2 separate regions of the Mus musculus genome follow, and region 1 is linked to region 2. A link is a contact called in public promoter capture Hi-C data. All regions are on one chromosome and are shown on one strand. Each heading gives the region's core, a stretch centred on a gene start, on an enhancer-like site or on the middle of the called end of the contact. The rest is flanking DNA. Distances are from core to core; before and after follow the strand shown. Region 1 overlaps Ptprf (protein tyrosine phosphatase, receptor type, F). Region 2 holds the start of B4galt2 (UDP-Gal:betaGlcNAc beta 1,4- galactosyltransferase, polypeptide 2).

Region 1 (3,030 bases), core at 236-2,735, 380 kb before region 2:
CCCACAGTCCAAGCTAGTGTGGAGCTTTCCCTGTAGCCCAGGATCTCAGAGTCCATTCTGAAGCGTAGACAACCTGAGCCGCTGCTGCTTGGTGTCACTGGGTTGTGCTAGCCCTGCTGTCCGTTCCATTTGGGGACAGGGGGCCAGACAACCAGGTCTGAGCTGAAACCACTGGCTTGGAGGTTCCTTCTGGTCATTTCTGACCTCCAATTTGTGACCCAGGAGAAAGGATTTCACCTGTTGGTGTGAGAGTCATGTACCCTGCCTTGTATTGGAGTGGAGTCTAAAAGACTAGAACTATAATCCCTATCATGGCGGGCAACCTCTGAGGCTCTCCGGCTAGGGAGTAGTCTCCTTGTGAGACTGGAGAGCTGATTCCTCTAAGACATCCCACTGCCCTGTCAACTTTACCCTTTAAAGGGTCTCTCAAGGCCCGGGGAAGAGAACTCACACTTGGCATAGGGTTGCCATTAGAAACGGCCTTCCTGGTCAAGAGTTTCTTTCCATGGATTAGAGGGTGTTCTTTCTTATGTGGTGTTGGGATGGACCCCGGTACTAGACATGGACTTTTATCCCCAGACCTGGGCTTCAGGCTATATGTTGATGCATCTGGGAACTGGAAGATGTCTGATGATGTGTGAGACAGACAGGTCCCTACTACACCAGAGTGGTTGGAATTGTGGGCTTCGTGGGCCCCTCCTGCTCCTGAGATATTGCACCAGCGAGGCAAAAGTGCTGACCTGTCCTGTTGTCTTTGTAACCTTGACCAGCTTAAGGCTTGGCAGAAAGGAATGTCACAGGGGATAAGACCACGGAGAGGCAGCCTAAAGCAACCCTGCCTCATTTCCTCCCTGTTCTTCTGGGGTGGGGGGCAGGAAAGCTGGGGTGCTTGCCTGCAATAGATGAAAAGATGGCTTTTTTTTTTTTTGGAGCTCTGGGGTTGACACGAGGGGAGAGCCAGGGCCATTTTCTATGGAGAGACTACCATAGAATCCTAGTAGTGAGAGATAAACTTGGCTTAGGGGCTGAAAGATAGTGCCTGGTTGCTTTGCTCTCACGTCTCACACACATGTGCCCGCCTGTGCATCAGGAGACAGGTGCTTTGGGGAGTTCCTGGGTAATGCCTGGGGAACCTGGCCCAGGTGCAGGAGCAGTGTGTCTTCAAAAGGGAACCCCAGTATTATACTTCCTTTGGGGCCTTCTGCCCTTCCTCCTACCACCCCAGGCCCAGCTCAGTCCACTCTCACTGCAGCCTCTGGGGACACCACCATTGCCAGGTCCCCCACGAGTCTCCGTACTCTGCCGCTGCTGGTGCAGCTTGTGAGACCTAGCCCACTATGCTGGGATGGCCAGCCGGTGTGCCAACATCCCTGTCAGGGTGCAAGGTGGGGTGTCCAGCACAAGCTGGCTGGGGCTGGGCCTGTCCTGTCCTGGGCTGTGATGAGTACCAGGGCCCTGCCGCCCAGCGTTCCTGTCTGAGTGGTAATTGAAGCCATTAGCGCGCCAGCCTCTCCCTCGCCGGGTAATGGCAGGAAAAGCTCTTCTCGCTCGGCACTCTTGAGGCGGCGGCTGAATCATTCCCCCTCCAACCCGCCCGCTGCCGCCACTGAGACAGGGAATCTGACATTTTCCCTCACAAGGGAGGGGAGGGGTGGGGGAAGGGAGTGAGGCCTTGATTCTGGGCTTTCCCTTCCGAGGTGGAGGGGGATAGTGAGGGTGTTGAGCTCAGTTTGGAGGTCATTAGAGTCCCCAGGGTTTGCAGAGTCCAGGCCAGGCAGAACCATGGTTGGGGAGAACTCCAGGGAGGAGGCTAGACAGCCAAAGCTGTGGTGGAGCCCTAGTGACTGGGTAAGTTCTGGAAGGGACACCGAATGCCCAAAGGAAGATGGGGACAAGAGGCAGTGGAGTAGGACTTGTCCTGGGGGCCGGGCTCAAGGGCTGGATGTTTGTCATTTCGTGCACATAGAAGATGATGTGCTTACAGTGGTGTGAGCATGTGTGAAGGGATGTGTATACCAGCAGTGTGCCTCAGGCAGCTGGGGAGGGGCATGATGTGTAAGCAGGTGGTATGTACTTTAAGGGCTCTGTGCAGTAGTGAGATGTGTGCATGTGCACGCATCTGTGCATGGCAGGTAGTATCTAGGGTGAGTGTGTGTGTGAGTGAGTGTGTGATACGGGTGTACAGCAGGTGGTATTATACCTTAGCTTTGTGAACAGCGAGAGAGTCAGCAGTCTGAGCTGGATGTGTAGGGTCAGTCTGGTGCTGGTGGGACGTCAGGTGCTGTATTCAGATTTGTTGTTTCTGGGGTCCCACAGAACAGCGGACAACAACGAATGCTGGTCAGTGTGGTTGGGGCTAGAGTGTTGTTGTCATCTGCTGCCATCATACTCAGCAGCTCCTCTGTGACCAAGCCAGGAGGAGGGCACACTAGGAGTCCTGACCAAACCTGGCCTTAGGATTTAGGACTTCTTCTGTCTTCTCCACCCCCCACCTACACACTTGTCCTTCTACCTGCTTCCATCTTGGGCTCTGTGTCTGCTAAGTGGGCCAGACTGTACCACCTATGCCACTTGGCTGGATCCAGCTAGAGTGTCTCACATTGCCTAACCTGGAGAGCAGGCAAAAGAGGGCGTTTCAGTTAACACTGGATCGTGGGTTCTGCATTTGCTCTCACCCTCGTGGGTTCTGAGGCTTTAGGGTGACAGATAACTTCTTGCCACACACGCTCGCCCAAGTGTGCGCGCACACTTACACACACAAACACACACCTCCCCCAACACACACATATGATCTTTGGAAGCAGCTCCAGAGGAAAAGACTGATGGTGACCCTGTCCTGAGCTGGGCAGGATGAGTGCTTTCCTAGGGGTCATTTTTCCCTGCCCCACCTTTTTTCCTACCATAAGCCTTTCTATTCCTTTCACTCTCGGTGGAAAGATGAGGGTGAAAGAGCTACTACAGGAAGTCCCAAACCTAGAATTCTAGGCAACCCCTGTTCTCCCCTGGCAGCAGTGACACTGATATACCTCT
Region 2 (3,239 bases), core at 666-3,165:
CTCTGCAGAGTTGGGGTGGGACTGGCCCTGCTAGCCCACACTGGACCATTCCTCTCCTGCTTGCCTCCACCTCACGAGCTACTTCTTATCCTCCAGGTTACTCCATGTTTGGGGCTGGCCTCACAGTCGGTCTGTCCAACCTGTTCTGTGGAGTCTGCGTGGGCATCGTGGGCAGTGGGGCCGCCCTGGCGGATGCACAGAACCCCAGCCTCTTTGTAAAAATTCTCATCGTGGAGATCTTTGGCAGTGCCATTGGCCTCTTTGGGGTCATTGTTGCAATCCTTCAGGTGCGAGTCCCCCTAGAGAGGAACAGAAGTGCCTCCCTTTTTTCCCCTTCCCATCTCTTGGTCCCCCTTTGTCTCCTGCTCTAGATGCACGCATCTTTCCTAAGTCTCTCCATTAGCATCTCTTTCCTCGGCTGCCTCTGAAAATGTCTTTGTGGAGTTTCTGTCTCTCAGGGTCTGTGTTCTGTATGTATGACACACTTGTCAGTAGACTAGCATGTCTAAATTCATATTTTCCAGTGTGTGAGTTTGTGACTTGGGTGCTTGACTGGGCTGACTCTTGGCGACACTAACACTGTCCATGGGACTTGTCTTCTCTGTTGTACAGCTGAGCTCCTTTGTTACTGTCCATGTCTGTTTGTCTGTCATAGTGTGTCTGTCCGTCTGTCCACCCACTGGCCTGCTGGTTCTGGTCTTGTCACTGGTCACTGTCCCTGCCTGATTTGTCCTGTTTTTCCTTTGCAGACCTCCAGAGTGAAGATGGGTGACTAGATGACCTGTATGGGTGGGGCCGTGCCCTACTGTTATTTATTGCTGGTTTTCCTGGGACAGCTGGAGCTGTGTCCCTCAGCCTTTCTGGGGCTTGGTGTTCAGGGTCTCCCCTGCACTCACCTCTTGCTGCCTGTTGACTCTGGAGGCATTGCAGTCCAGACTGAACCCCAGTGTGGGGAGTGGGCTGCTGATGGTGACTGTGTACAGCTGTGCACCTGTGCCCCCCTCAACCCCCATCCAGCCCATCTTCCTAGTGTTTGTGAAATAAACTTGGTATTTGTCCCAGTCAGTGAGGCTTCTGTTGGCCCCTTGCGACACCTTTCACAAAGGAAGGGGAGGACCTGTTCACTCACTCCAACCTCCTGTAACTTTCTGTCTACACATCATCTCTGCTCTGGACCTTGCTGGCTCCTGGGTGGCAGATCAGGGTGCTAGGCTGGCTGTAATGCTGGCACCTCTTCATTGAAGAGTCTGGGCTCTGAGATCCTCCTAGCCCTATGTCTTTGGACCCCTGTGCACTAGACCCAAACTCACTACAGCTAATTCTCCTCTCTGTCGCTATACTCCTGAAACTCCCCGCACCTGGATTTTCCTGGAGAACAGTGTTTTACATTTGATAGTCCAGTATGAACACCTAACCCTTCCAGAAACCTCTTCTATGGTCTTAGTTCCTAGGGCCTTGTTCAGCTCCGCCTATTCCTATACAATTCTTGATTCCAACACCACCCTAAATCTTACCCAACCTGCTTTTACCTAATAAGTCCTTTTCAGTCAACACCTTTAGGGGTCTTACCCAGCAGGCAGCCCTGGTTGGCTGACCTTGACTCATGCTCCCAGGAAAGAGTTGGCAAGGCCCTAACCCTCTGAATTGCCCACTATCCAGACCCCGTCCCAAATACCTGAAGGGCCTTAGCCATCCGGCTCCTGGTCTCTTCCCATCCCTAAAGCAAGCTGATGGAGGAACCTGATGGATTCCTGCGTCCTTCCTGGGTCTCAGGCATCCGCAAACGCACCTCCCCGCTGGCTGGGCCGCGCAGGGCCAACGGCAGGGGCGGGCGGCGGAGCGGCGCGCGGCGCGTGCGGGCGCACTGGAGGCGGGGGCCGCGGGGGCGCGCGCGCGGGCGCGCCGGCCTGGCCTGCCCCTCCGAGGAGCCGTAGCGCGGGAGGGAGGCGGCAGCGCAGTGGTCCGTCGGTCCGCCGGTCCGTGGGTCTGCCGGGCCCCGCCCTGCCTCCCGGGGCGGCTCGGCTCCATGGCCCGCGGCGGCGGCGGGAGGTGGCCCCGGAGCCTCGGGGACCGCTGACCGGGCGGTGGGGCCGGGCCATGGGGGACAGAGCCGTCCACAGCTGCTGGAGCCGGGATCCCTACCCGAGCTGGAGCGGCGCCCCCTGCTGAGCCCCGAGCGCTGCGAGAGAGGAGGGCGCGCGCGGCCCCCCACCCAGGGCCCCGACATTCCAGACCCGGCCCGGCTAGGGGGCCGCCCGCGCGCCGTCACAGATCCCAGCCCAGGACCCGGTGAGCGAGGCACCGGCGCTGCCCCCGGCCTGGCTGCACCCCACCCTACCCCCATCCCGCTAGCCTCCTGGGCTCCGGCGTCCGCCCCCATCCGGCCTCCCTCATTGTCCTCGCTCGCCCCGGCCTTGTGTCTCGCAGAGGCGCTCGGCCCCGGCCCCACTTCCACATCCCCCACTGCATGCACCCCTCCCCAGGGCTCCACACCCACCTGTCCTACTGCCTCCCCCGTCCCGAGGTGCCACGTGTTCAGCCTCCCAGCCCCGCCCAGACGCACCCCTCAGTTTGGTGGCTAGCCTGACCCAGAGCCCCTGCCCTGGAGGGAGGGGTTGGGAATACTTGCACGTGGGTCTGGGTGTATGGCTACGCTTGTATAAGTCCGAGCCGCGGTTTGTTGATATATGTGGCTCCGTATGTTACTGTCACCCCAAGTGTGTCTAGCTCTATATGTAGGTCTCTGTGTGTCCCTTGAGTGTGGATGCCGACTGCTGGTACTAAAGCAGTCTATGTGATTTTGTGACTGTTTGAGATATTCTGCTCTCAGGAGCATGGCCAGAAGTATTTTTTGACCTTTTGGAACTACAGGGGAGACCTGGTTCGAGCAAGGGCACCCCCAGCCCCCACCACCTCTGCCAGTGTATGAACTTTACTCCTCTAGGGTCCAAGTGTACCCCATTTCAGGAATCAGAACTAGCTTTGCTAATCAGGCTCCAGAGCTAGCTAGCTAGCCTGAAATCTTAGGTGAGGGGCTCTCTATTGCTTGCCCCACGGGGTATGCTCTTGCCCCTTGTTCCAGTGGGAAGGACCTGTTTAAACATCTCTCCTTTTTGGGTGGAGGGCACTCTTGAGTGCTGAAGGCTCCTTCTCAGCCTGGTCCTAGTTGGCTAGGCCTGCTTGCTGTTGGGACCTGAGTGCTCAAACTGGCCATGGGTCTAAGTGACTTCCCTTCATGG

The links. Promoter capture Hi-C pulls out the DNA fragments that hold promoters and counts their contacts.
Region 1: a contact with region 2 is called in a promoter capture Hi-C map of hippocampal neurons, with 2.8 times the contacts expected there. The contact joins the enhancer-like site here to the promoter of B4galt2 in region 2. A contact is called at or near these places in 3 of 39 promoter capture datasets (embryonic stem cells, hippocampal neurons and liver), 1 of 484 Hi-C or Micro-C datasets (embryonic stem cells), 6 of 115 datasets of contacts at active chromatin or transcription factors (embryonic stem cells, epiblast stem cells, extraembryonic endoderm stem cells and 2 more) and 3 of 9 other capture datasets (adipose tissue, embryonic stem cells and liver).

What each region holds. Positions count from the first base shown.
Region 1 is chr4:118,264,261-118,267,290 of GRCm38.p6, reverse strand. The region is part of intron 5 of Ptprf (protein tyrosine phosphatase, receptor type, F); the gene reads left to right. Gm52705 (a long non-coding RNA gene) reads right to left here. Exons shown (of 2, transcript XR_003955267.1): 2 at 1-3,030. Among named protein-coding and RNA genes, the nearest start is that of Gm52705, 5.0 kb to the right of the region's middle. Within about 2 kb of position 1,485, at least 45 of the 459 cell types and tissues checked have an H3K27ac peak or open chromatin away from gene starts, as enhancers often do. A contact at or near this core is called in hippocampal neurons, where this site is marked.
Region 2 is chr4:117,882,152-117,885,390 of GRCm38.p6, reverse strand. It overlaps B4galt2 (UDP-Gal:betaGlcNAc beta 1,4- galactosyltransferase, polypeptide 2), which reads left to right and starts at 1,915. Exons shown (of 8, transcript NM_017377.5): 1 at 1,915-2,289. Atp6v0b (ATPase, H+ transporting, lysosomal V0 subunit B) reads left to right here. Exons shown (of 8, transcript NM_033617.3): 7 at 97-287; 8 at 750-1,061. The coding sequence ends at 776. It overlaps Gm12841 (predicted gene 12841), which reads right to left and starts at 1,841. Exons shown (of 4, transcript NR_168719.1): 1 at 1,676-1,841.